Regions from separate parts of the Mus musculus genome. Here all the other regions are linked to region 1. A link is a contact called in public HiChIP or PLAC-seq and promoter capture Hi-C data. All regions are on one chromosome and are shown on one strand. Each heading gives the region's core, a stretch centred on a gene start, on an enhancer-like site or on the middle of the called end of the contact. The rest is flanking DNA. Distances are from core to core; before and after follow the strand shown. Region 1 holds the start of Bub3 (BUB3 mitotic checkpoint protein). Region 2 overlaps Gm34908 (a long non-coding RNA gene). Region 3 has its middle 8.7 kb from the start of Gm35249.

Region 1 (3,904 bases), core at 1,127-3,626:
TGTGCCAAAGCCCATGTGACAGACAAAAAAAAAGGAAGAGGACCAGGACCAGGATCAGGAATGTAGCTCAGGCAGAGTGCTCTCCTCGCATGTGCATATTAAACACACAAAGTCACTTTTGGACAGAGGCCTCTTCCAATGAAAAATCATTCCTTTTCTCCTGGAAACAGAGTCTTAGTAGTCTAGGCTGGCCTCAAACTATCTATATAGCCGAGGCTGGCCTTGAATTTCTTATCCGCCCGCCTCCCCTTCCCAAGTGCTGGGATTCCAGGAGCAGCATCACACCTGGCTCAGATGTGCTTCTCAGTCCACTCGGATTGCTCAAGCTGGCCTCTAGGTAGCCACATGTCTACACCCCCACCATCGCTTTCCAGTATACCTACATCCAATACAGGGCAGGCAAACAAAGCTCAGAGCGCTTTGCACGTCTTGGGTTCCATTCCAAATCCTGCCACAGTGAAATCATAAACCTCTTAAGAAATGTTTTTACACAGCCAACTGAAATACATTCTCCTGCTAAGAACGCAAAGGCATCACTAAGATAAATATGACGGGGCTACCGTGCTCCATTTTTAAAATGTACTTTTTTTTTTAGCCTGTGAAAAGACCAACCTAAAATATCAAACTGTCCAAAGAAATCCTGACAAACCGGACCCTGAGTCCAGTCCGCTGCTTAAGACTTCTAATAGTGACAGTCAAATGCTTAAATGATGCTTCCACTAGACACTTAAGACAGTGCTCAGGGGCTGGAGAGATGGCTCAGCAGTTAAGAGCACTGGCTGTTTGCTCTTCCAGAGGTCCTGAGTTCAATTCCCAGCAACCACATGGTGGCTCACAACCATCTATCTGTAATGAGATCCAATGCTCTCTTGTTATGTGTCTGAAGATAGCTATAGTGTACTCTTATAAATTAAATAAATAAATCTTAAAAAAAAAAAAAAAAAAGACAGTGCTCAGAAGGGGCTTTACTGCAAAATTCAGGTTCCATTTGTGGTAACTTAATCCAATTTTAAAAGTCTATTATCAAAGCCGTGTTCCGCCTTCACATAAGTACTGAAAACACCTACTCTTCTTAAATAAGCATTTCTACACAAATACACTAGTAAAGAAAAACTGGTAAAATGTAGCTATATTAATACCTTGATCAGTGTTCAAATCGTGCATTTTCAGTTGATGATCTAATCCACCACTCCAGGCATGCGTTGGATCCTACAAAGCAAAATTTGGGTTTGATTTTTTTTCTTTCTTACTTTTTTTTTTTTTTTTTTGGAAGACACTATGTAGCCCTGGTTGGCCTCAAAACTCAAGAGCTCTTCCTGCCTCTGCCTCTGGGATTAAAGTTGTGGCCACCACATCCTCCCACCCCACTCTTACATTTGGAGCCAATTCAAAGTTACAAAGCTTTAGCAAGCATTTTCAACATTGCTATTTCTACAGCCAAGTGTTATGTCCAGTGTGACAGAAACTAAGAAGCAAACAAAAATGCAAGTTAGTGATCTCCACAAGGAAGCAAATACAAGGTGGACACCAGGAGTTAAGGCTAAATTAGACAACATTCATTACTTTTCAAAGGATAGCTAAAAATCAGTCTTGCTGCTAACTTCAATTATCTATGTCCAGAAAGTTTACTCAAGTCTGAATTTACAAATGGAGATTGAAATTGCCACGAGAGAAGAAATAAGAACACAAACCATTGTAGTAGGCTTGATGCCAGGCTAAAGGGAAGAATTCCCGAGTAGTTATGAACTATCAGAATTCTCGAACCGTGTATGAGATGCTACTGGCAAGGCCTAGGACATCTCAGTATTAAGGGGACAGGAGCAGAAACTGAATCCACCTACGTAGAAGGCGCAGTCCAGGACAGCACCAGTGTGCTGGTACTTGAGCCTCATGGAATTGGCGGGCACATCGTAGAGGCGCACAGACGTATCCCAGGAGGAGACCAGGAGGAACTGGGATGTGTTGGGGCTGAACTTAACCGAGGAGATGCCATCCTCGGGTGGCTGGTTCAGCTTGAATTCGTTCGAACCGGTCATCTGTAGAACAAAACGCTAAGTCTGAGTTCCTAACCGGAGCAACAGAGGCCGGCCACGGCCTGCGCCTGCGCGAGTCCCCCTTGATCCAGGCCGGCCGCCATCCCGCTTCCGCCGAGCTCCACCCGGCCTGGCCTCCTTCCTTGCCCGCAGATCCCCATATAAAACACAATGGACCTCGACCGGATCCCTCTGTGCATCGATGCGCCGGCCACGGGCCACAGATCCCGCTCCGCCCGCCCTCGCCCGAACCTCTACCTCCTGTCCGCCTAAGCAACGTTTCTGCACCGGCCACTACCGATCCGCTTCCCTCCGAGCACTCGCAGGCAAAGCGGAGAAGGCGGAGAGGAAGCTCCGGAGCAGGCCTATCATTGGCTGATTTTGAACGCCAACGGCTCGATCTCGGCAGCTGATTGGTCTGATTTACTGCTTGCCTCATTTTCCGCAGTCATCCTGTTCCGGCTCAAAGGGAAGCCGCGTTTCCCCCCCCCCCCCCGTTCACCGGGTCTCTTAGTACCTCCACGCCGAGGTTACATCTCTGGAGCTGCGGAGGGAAAACTACAACTCCCAAGTATGCTCAGGTCATGAAGGCGTTCACGCCCGCCCACAATTGTATGCTGCATGCTGGGAGTTGTAGTCTCCCTGGAGCTGCTTGCCTGAACATCCACAGACTAGAAGGCAGAAAAGAGATTTTATCTAGCTCTTGTGACATCCTTCTCCTCTATCTCTCAGACACAGAATTTCATTTTGGTTGATAACTACTATAGATATAAATTAATATTTTCTTTCTAGCCGTGCACATACCCCTGGACTTAATCCAGACTAGTCATACTGAAGAATAATTTCTAGTCAAAGGTACTATTTGCTTTTATTTTGCTGGGTTATCAATTTGTGAACTAGAGACTCATTTCCCTTGAGTTCTAGTGATCTCATTTTTATCGTTTCATCTCTCCACAGTTTTCAAGCACCTGAATGTCAGGCCTCTTAAGCAGCTCTGGGAATACACACTCAGTCAAACTACTCCTTGCTTTAGAAGAGTACCACACCCATAAGGGTGAACAGAGCAGGACACAAATATTTCCAATCTTTAACGATCAGCCAGAATCTCTTAGGAATGTTCATCATAGGACCTAGCATTGTGACTGTCCTCCCTCTCCCACCTTCCTCTGCATTATCATGGAAGTTGCAGGCTCAGTTTGCTGCACTTTCTGTTTCTAGAATCCTCTAAAAAATATGAGAATCAAAAGGTTGTTTTGGTTCTGTGAGAGAAAAGCAGTACTTAACAAACAACATAGTAGCATACTGACATGCAAAATGTTACTGAGTTTCTAATTAATCCTTGGATACAACTTCTTTTTCTCTGTCCCATCTTTTTGAGACAATCCCTTTTATTTTGAAATTGTTGCATGAAGTAGGAAGTTGTCTCTAGTTTTAAACTACTTAACTTTCAAGGTACATTTTTAAAAAAAAAGAAAAGAAAAGAAAAGAAAAATGATCTTGCCGGGCAGTGGTGGCGCAGCCAGCACTTGGGATGCAGAGGCAGGTGGATTTCTGAGTTCGAGGCCAGCCTGGTCTACAGAGTGAGTTCCAGGACAGCCAGGGCTACACAGAGAAACCCTGTCTAAAAAAATAAAAGTAAAGAAAGAAAGAAAGAAAGAAAGAAAGATCTTATGTGTGCACAGACTCTGAACTAAATGCACTTAAGATTCCTGACAATAACACACACACACACACACACACACACACACCAGTCTTTTGTCCTGATGATGGTTATTATGGCTAAAATATTCTGGTTGTCTTCCCTCTCCAAATAGTTCTAGTATGTGGTTCTTTCTCTCTCTTCTCTTTCAACAAATCAATGGCCAAGTTCA
Region 2 (4,015 bases), core at 911-3,410, 820 kb before region 1:
CTCTGAGAGAAAAGATACCCTGGCAGTCAAGAGCCCAGAAATATCACTAAGTCACACAGCCCAGAGAATGTCACTTAGAGATTTATCAGGAAAGACACAAAGAGTGCCTGGCCCCACTTGGGGGAAAAGCAACGAAGAACTAAGCAGGAAGCAGACTTTATGTAGGGTTTCTTTGGTGGGTGGGGGAGTAGGGTGGAGCTTTCCAGTGTGGCCTGCAATTGGTGGGATTTTGTGGCCTGATCTTGGGGTAAGGTCTGGGATTGGTGGGATTCTGTGGTCTGATATTAGTCTTTTGTTTTTCTCTGTAGGGTAGAACTTGGTCACCAGCCTCTTGAGGGACTGGAAACAGCAGTCAGTATAGTCTGGGGACAGGGCCTGGCCACTTGCACCAAGAGGAGCTTACAATAAGCTATATAGTTTATAAGGAATGTGTTTCTCACAGTTCTAGACTGAGATTCCAAAGCGAGGGAGCTAGGAAGGTGAAGTCAGACTGCCGAGTCATCCCATTGGACTCACCATCAGAGAGTGAAGGTGGGGAGCCCCGTGGAGTTCCTTTTATAAAGGTTTTCATTCATTCTGGGAGAGGCCCACCCTCAGTCCCTGACCACCTCTGAATGTTATCCCTTGAAAGCAAGGATGGTATCCTGTGCAAAGCCTCAGATAGCCTGCTGAATCCTTACTCTCAAGGCGATGATGACTAACACTGATCTGGGTACCACAGCCCATCCTTAACATCAATGTTTGCCCTTAGAGAGCTCAACTCTGAAACTGATGAACAGTGAAGGGACCCATAACTGCAGTCAGCAGGTGACAGGAGAGGCCATGTGGGACCCCACTAAGGTTGAGGGGGACAGGTGGGGAGGATGTACCTGTCCAGCCACAGTGGGAATGATGCCTCCTACCTGTCAGGTTGCCCGGAGTGGGACCAACTCAGCACAGCCTTACTAAAGATGAAGATGAATCCCAGGTTGGTTCCTTGGCTGTCTCTGAAGCTGGAGTTGACCTCAGATCATCAAGTCCTCCCCTGTCTCCTTCCTTCTTGGCTTGGTCTTGAGTCTGGATGACCTGCAGGCCTACTTCAGCCCCTCCAGAGGCTAAGCTCACTGCCAGCCCTCACATCTTACATCCTTGTCATCCCTCCTTCAGGAAAACCTGGGCAGTACCCCAGGGACTGAAGGCAGAGCACACAGGGATGTTGAGATCCAGAACCACTTCCTTCCTGCCCTCATCCCCTTCTTCCTGTTGTCCACAGAGTCCAGCATTTCCAAGTAGTCTTGCCATAAGGCCCATAGTGAGACCCTTACTAGGAAGAGCAATCTGGGAATGAAATCCTTTAAGATCAGAGGGCCAGGAGTGTCCTGAACCTGAAGGGATTCTCCTTACTCACCTGCTGGCTTACCCAGGGATACTCCGTGTGCTATGCACTCTTGACCTTGACAGCTGGGTGTTGGCAACATGGGATGCTGAGCTGGGAATGTTGCACAGGGCGCATGTGCTGAGCTGTCAAGGACCGCAAGAAGGAGTAGAGGCAGCGCAGTGGACACTGGAGGGGAGGTAGAGACGGTTCCAGTGAGGATAGGGTGACCTCGGGGGGAGGGGGGGGGGACAGAGCACTGTCTGTAATCCTGTATCACGGACAAAGGTTTGTTTCCCAAAGTCAAAACCTCATAGGTAGGATCAGTGCCCCCCCATAAAAGGGACTTTAGCGTACTTTCCTCTCCCCATAGGAGGAGTCAGCTGTATGCTGCCTGGAAAGGGTCCCTCACTAGAGCCTGACCCCACTGGGCCCCTGACCTCCATAAGAGATCCATCTTGTAGCTTTTTAGTCATCTAGCCTATGATAATTTGCTGTAGATGTGTGGTTGTTCCTCCTGGAGAGCCAGCTGGAACCAGCTGAGGGTAGGGTAGGAAACGGTCAGATTTTGAGAATTGCTTGTCCAATATATATTTTTAACTAGGAAGGGGATAATAATTCTTCAAGTGGAAGAGAGTGGACAGGATTAGAGTTGGCAACTGACCTGGGTGTGAGAGGCAGCCTTTCCTGAACCAGGTGACTCAGAGGATTTGAAACAGCAGAGATCTGTGCTTGCCTCAACCCCCACCGCACAGTCTTCCACTTCCAGTTCCACTTTACCTTTCAGGGGGAAAGAGGATTAAAATACTTGTGAAGTGACATGGCTCAGGTTTTAACCATTTTCCCAATCTATTACAGATGGCAACCCACGCTGATGTGATGAATAGCATTTGCAGCAATTTGTCTTTCCCAGGTACGTTAACCTGGTTTTCCTGGAAGCAGCAGCTCCCTCTGCACATGAATATTTCCTTGGTTTGAACTGCACATAATGAAGTTGCACAATTACAATCACACATAAAGCTGGCATAAATAGGTTTGGGCTAACACATGGGACACTGGATAGAGGGGGACAAAAGTGGACAGGTGCAGAGCACGGCCCTTGCTGACAGCATATGGATACTGGCTCCATCAGAGAATCCAGTCTATTGAACAGGAGGAGAGAGTTGGGTTTGTGGTTATGCTGCGAGGTAGAAGCTAGCAAAGAGAGGCTCTACAGCGTCTTTGAGGGAAGGATTGTACTGTGTTTGCATTTGCTGAGAAGCAAAGAGAACGACAGGGGCTTGAATATAGACAGTTTATTGATCAGGAAATTTGGGTAGGGTTGGGCAGGAAGTAAAGAAAGCCCGTCTAAGGTATGCTCACAGTAACTGCAAATATGAGTAACTGGAGTTTTAGCAGGCTGGGACTTTGGGAAGAGAATACTGCACGGGGCTGGCCATGATCTTGTTCACAGGAGGGGAAACTGGAGCAATCGTTCAACAATTCCCATCCACCCGTGATCGAGTGCTCTCATGGGAGCAACGGCTGTGAATCCAGGAGCCAGATGGCAGCCTGAGTCAGCTCTCAGTTGAGCAATGGGAACATTGGGCATCTCTCTATCAGTCTTTAGGTGCAGTGTCTGGGGATGCAAGATATTTTTAGGGTCAGTGAACATGATTTTATTGATTTATTTTTCCAGAGAAATAATGATTTTCAGGTTTGAGAAAATGATTTAATATAGAGTTAATATTCTTATGTTTATAATAATGTAGTCATAAAATACAATTTTTGTTTGTTTACTTACCATGGTGTGCCTTAGTGAGGTTGGCTTCAACAAGATTCCAAAGACTAGGAGATTTAAACAACAGAAATGTACTTATCACAATTCTGGGGCCAAGGTGCTGGGTAACTTGGTTCCTGGACTCAGGCTGTAAGGAAGCCTCCTTGGGGCTCTACCTCATGTTGCTCTTCCTGAGTGCTCTCTTGGGATGGCATGCCCTTCTTGTCGGATTTCTTCTTCTTCTTCTTCTTCTTCTTCTTCTTCTTCTTCTTCTTCTTCTTCTTCTTCTTCTTCTTCTTCTTCTTCTTCTTCTTCTTCGTCTCCGTCTCCTCCTCCTCCTCCTCCTTCTTCTTCTTTTTCTTCTTCTTTTTCTTTTTCTTCTTCTTTTTTCGAGACAGGGTTTCTCTGTATAGCCCTGGCTATCCTGGAACTTACTTTGTAAACCAGGCTGACCTCGAACTCAGAAATCAGCCTGCCTCTGCCTCCCGAGTGCTGGGATTAAAGGCGTGCGCCACCACACCTGGCTGGCTTTTATTTTTTTTATAATGTGGCCAATCCTACCAAATGAGGACTCAACTCTCACAATCTTATCATCAAATGTGAACTATCTCCTGAAGCCATAGCTCTAATTATAACCATACTATGGGTTACAGCTTCGTCCCAGGACATCCGGGGAAACACGCTTTTGTCTGCACCATGAAGCGAAGGGTCCAATATTATCCTGCCTGTAGTCCTCGTTGGGGGTCCTGACCGCAGAAATCAGTAGGTATGGACGTGGATGGGACAGGAGGCTGTCACTGTGGCAGAGGCAATGTTTGATGGATAGAAATGATAGTGGGAAAACACAGTGTGGATACAGAGGACAGTGAACATGAGAGGAGCCTTGGATAGTGAGACGTGAG
Region 3 (3,988 bases), core at 982-3,481, 970 kb before region 1:
AAGGCTCCTTCAGTGGTGGCCAGGCTTGCAGGCTGCCTTTGTTAGAGTACACCCTTAAGTTCTTCTCTGGGAAGAGCCTGCTGCTGCTTAAGTAATTGCATATTTCCAGGTCATCTGCTTGTTCTTTAGCGCCTCCCTAAGAAGTAAAATGAAGTTTTTTGGGAAACTTGTTTTCTACATGCAAAGAGCAAAATTCACCATCATCTTGCTTTAATGAAAGGAAGTGCTTCTATAAGATCTGCAGAGTTGGGAGATTTTTCTGGGTTGGCTCCCAACTAAGCCAGGCACTGGAATGGCTGTTTTCTGTGGCCACAGTGACAAGTTGAAACAGGTATGGTGAGTTACACAACCCACATTACTGTCTTACAGCCCTGGAGGTCAAAGTTCCAAAATCAGCGTAACAGGTGAGCATCAAGGTGTCATCAGACTGTCCCCTCCTGCTGAGGGTTCTCTACTTCTGAAGACTCTAGAGAAAACCTGCTCCCTGCCCATTCTACCCCAGAGGCTGCACATCCCTTGGTCCATGGTCCCTCTTTCCTCTTCAAGGCATCTTACTCTCCCCTCTGCCTCTGTCGTCTGGTCTCCTTCTCTGACCCTGCCACTCTCCTAGAGTATCTAAGCTGCCCCCTCAAGCCCATGGGATCATTCAGGATTTGTCCCTCACCCTCATAATTCATGATCCTCACTTTCATCACATCTGCAGAGGTGATGACCATGTCACTCAAGAGGACATAGTCACAGATCTGGGCATCAGGAGGAGACATGTTGGACTGATTCAGTTCCCCCAGCCAGTACAGCGGTCTCTTGGCATGGCCTCTCCAATCCTGCTCCTGCAATGAGGAAGAGGAAAAGGGTCTTGGGTACCTGCATCATAGGGATTCCCACAGGGGCAGTCACTTGTTCCAGGTGTTCAAGGTGGTTGTGTGAGCTGAGAAGGGAGCTACAAGTTTTCATTTGAAATCCACAGCTGTCTCTGTCATCTCAAGCAAGCTCGTGTGTGCACAAGCTTCTGCTCAAGATTATTGGTGGAAAAAGGAACCTATTCTTTAGCCTTCTTCTATCTGCAGCCTCAGCTAACACTGTTGGCAGATTCCTAACCAGCCTAGAGATGTGTTAGAGAGATTTGTGAGGCATTTGGGTGCTGTTACTATTTCTATTGACTTCAAAGATGTGATCCTAACCTTGGCACTCTGGTCCCTCTTGCCATGCTCTGTCCTCTACATGTGTTTCCTGTTTTCTTTGCTCCCCTTGTTTAGCCAAACCCTACTCACTGTTCTATCCCCGATTCACACTGCCAACTTGAAGATGATCTTTTTGATGGTGCCGGGTGCCATGAGTTGAGAGGCAGGGTGAGGCTGTCTGGGTGGATGTGTGTGTGTGTATGGAGGTGTGAGGAGTCTGACAGTTCCCTTTGTCCAGAGGCACTCCTGCGTGTTTCACCTGTGGCCTTAGTGCCATCCTGAGCTTGCTTCTTTGTCTGTGGTGTGGTATTGGTGATAAGACATTAAGCTGTAAACTGTTCCCTGCACCCCAGTATACTAGAAAGGCCCAGTTGCAACTATTGAAGTGTGTGTCTCTTACCAGGGGGGTCTTATTTGTATTAGTCCTCAATATCTCTATACATAAGAAAAAACATGGAAATTTCACAGCCGCCTGAGAGAGATGAATCGACACACCAGTGACTCTGCTTTGACTGGATTGAGGCCTTATCTCAGTCACTCAGTCCTCAGGTCATGTTGATGAGGAAAAACCCCATGCAAATGACTTTGTATGTGGTGAAGGGTGTGGGCTCATAGCAGAGTGGGGTTGTCTGGGAGCCGAAGATGTTCCCGTGGTTCTTGGTGATACTGGAAGGAAGTGGTGCAGAATCTCTGTCCTAAAGTTTTTAGGTCTTTGTTCTAAAAATTGGTGGTGGGTTCAGGCACTCGTGCAGTCCCAGCTACTTGGGAGCTAGCAGAAGACTGATATAACCCAGGAGCTGCAGGCCAAGCTAGACAGCACAGGAAGACCCTGCATCGAACAACAAACATCAAAGAAGCAGTTGGGGCTGGTGTGGATGGTGGGCATCCTGGGAATAGGTATCTGGTGGAGATGCCCCCACCCCCATGAAGGTGAAGGGTCCCCCAGGAGTGAGCCTGTCTGGCTGTAGTTAGCAGGGCAAGGGAGGGGTGTCCCTGCTCAGTGTGCTGTGGGGTGAATGGCTCCTTAGTCCTGCCTGTCTTAACAGCCTTTATCACTGGGCCCTTGTGCTGACCCAGCTCTTTGCCCCCATTGTCTGAGCAGCCAGACCCATAAGCCCAGTGTTGTCTCCCGCCCATAAATACCTTGTTAAAGTCACCAGGGAACAAGAACACTTTATGTTGGTGGCGACTATGACCCAGGCCATTAAGTCTGTCCCAATACAGGCTAGAGCCTAATATGGCTCAACTTACAGACTTCCTGTGACCGAGGGTAAGCATTTAGCAAGCTCCTCATGAGGACGCTGTGTTCTGGCCTGCATGAGGATATACGCTGGCCTGGGCTAGCTCTTCGTGGAGTCCTACCTATTCATCTATCTATCTATCTATCTATCTATCTATCTATCTATCTATCTATCTATCTATCTAATGTCTAATATCTTTCAACCCCCATCTCCACTGGTCCCCTTCATATCTCTGTGTCTGTTGGTTACATCTTTACATTCTCCCTCTAGGTTCTGCTTTTCCTGTGACTGTCTTCCTTGTGGCATCTTTGATCCTGGCCCTGATTCCTAGGGAAGAGGGACTTTGATAAAGGCAGGGCCTGGGAAGCTGGGGTTGAGTTGGACTTCTGATGTTCCTAGCCTGGAGGATGGCTGTGCCAGAAAGGACTGTGTTCTGGAGACCTGGTAGGGGTTGGGGTGGGCTGGCTCTCAGCCCTTGTCTTGGAGTTAGACCCTAGCCCTGAAGGGTGGTACACACCTGGCAAGGAGCATACATTCTGTTACTTGAGGTTTGGATTTGATTATCTGTGTGACTTTGGGCACCTTGCTCCCATCAGAGACTATTTCTTTACTACAATGAGTTGTGGTGTTCACCCCCAGGGCTGTTGTTAGAGTCAATGAGAACAGCTTTGGGCCTCACATGGTTTTTAGGGACTCAGCTATCTCTCTGTAGGAAGATTGTTCAGGGGTTTTCTGGGACCCAATGGCTGGGTCTGTCTGGGAGCAGGCAAGGATCCAACCCTGCACAGAGGCTGGAAACAGTGGGCCAGGCTGGGGACAGCTTATGGAGGCCAGAGCTAAGAGAAGTGGGAAGAGCTTTAGAGTAGAGGAGGCCCACAAGGAGCCTGCTCCATAGTCACAGGATGACCCTTCGAGAAACAGTGAGGGTTCCACTTGGAATCCTGTGGGAATTAAACCAAAGTGGGACCAAAATGGTGAACAAAACAAAAACAAAACCAAAAACAAAACAATCCAAGACTCACATTTAAAACAGATAAGCTTTATTTGCCTGAGAGAGATTGGCTGATATGGTTAGCTCCATATTTTCATGAAGCAGACTGGTATAAGGAACGCAGAGTTCTGTGAAGGGGCGTGGCTCCTTCTTTGCTTGATTGGCATGCCCCAGACCAGGGTTATCTGGCTGCACGGCTGATGGCCCTTCTTTTCTCCCCTCTGTCCCTTCTCCCTCTCTCTCTCCTTCACTCTTTCTTCTCCCTCTCCTTCTCTCCATAGACTTCACAAGCCTGTCCTCAGTGTGGAAACACAGGGCCATTGCCCAGAGGCCTTCAGTGTACAGACTGTCACTGTGGAGAGGGTAAACAAATGGCACTCTGTTAATGTCCCTGTCCCCAAGGTCCTGAAGCACTTAGTTTGTAGGCATATGGCTTCAGCAGGAAGGGAGGGCAGTTGTCCACCCCTCCCTGTTAAATTCCCCAGGGAGTCCCTGACCTAGAAGGCCATCCATCATTCCTTACTGTTGGCCAGCAATGATCAGGATGGACTCCTAACAAGAAATAACACTTGGTA

Evidence for each region. Promoter capture Hi-C pulls out the DNA fragments that hold promoters and counts their contacts. HiChIP or PLAC-seq counts read pairs in DNA pulled down with a chosen protein or histone mark.
Region 2: a promoter capture Hi-C map of hippocampal neurons shows a contact between it and region 1, with 2.3 times the contacts expected there. The contact joins the enhancer-like site here to the promoter of Bub3 in region 1. A contact is called at or near these places in 4 of 39 promoter capture datasets (the HPC-7 cell line, cranial neural crest, hippocampal neurons and 1 more) and 3 of 115 datasets of contacts at active chromatin or transcription factors (bone marrow-derived macrophages, extraembryonic endoderm stem cells and stem cell-derived neural progenitor cells).
Region 3: an H3K4me3 HiChIP or PLAC-seq map of embryonic limb bud shows a contact between it and region 1, with 5 times the contacts expected there. The contact joins the enhancer-like site here to the promoter of Bub3 in region 1. A contact is called at or near these places in 9 of 39 promoter capture datasets (the 3T3-L1 cell line, the C10 cell line, the SN4741 cell line and 5 more), 2 of 484 Hi-C or Micro-C datasets (CD4 T cells and cerebellar granule neurons), 7 of 115 datasets of contacts at active chromatin or transcription factors (bone marrow-derived macrophages, craniofacial prominence, embryonic forebrain and 3 more) and 1 of 9 other capture datasets (liver).

Annotation. Positions count from the first base shown.
Region 1 is chr7:131,558,842-131,562,745 of GRCm38.p6, reverse strand. Bub3 (BUB3 mitotic checkpoint protein) reads right to left here and starts at 2,376. Exons shown (of 8, transcript NM_009774.4): 1 at 2,292-2,376; 2 at 1,842-2,036; 3 at 1,140-1,209. The coding sequence starts at 2,036.
Region 2 is chr7:132,376,951-132,380,965 of GRCm38.p6, reverse strand. Gm34908 (a long non-coding RNA gene) reads left to right here. Exons shown (of 5, transcript XR_870003.1): 4 at 2,213-2,267. Among named protein-coding and RNA genes, the nearest start is that of Gm34908, 7.6 kb to the left of the region's middle. Within about 2 kb of position 2,160, at least 7 of the 459 cell types and tissues checked have an H3K27ac peak or open chromatin away from gene starts, as enhancers often do. A contact at or near this core is called in hippocampal neurons, where this site is marked.
Region 3 is chr7:132,527,599-132,531,586 of GRCm38.p6, reverse strand. No RefSeq gene overlaps it. Among named protein-coding and RNA genes, the nearest start is that of Gm35249, 8.7 kb to the left of the region's middle. Within about 2 kb of position 2,231, at least 9 of the 459 cell types and tissues checked have an H3K27ac peak or open chromatin away from gene starts, as enhancers often do. A contact at or near this core is called in embryonic limb bud, where this site is marked.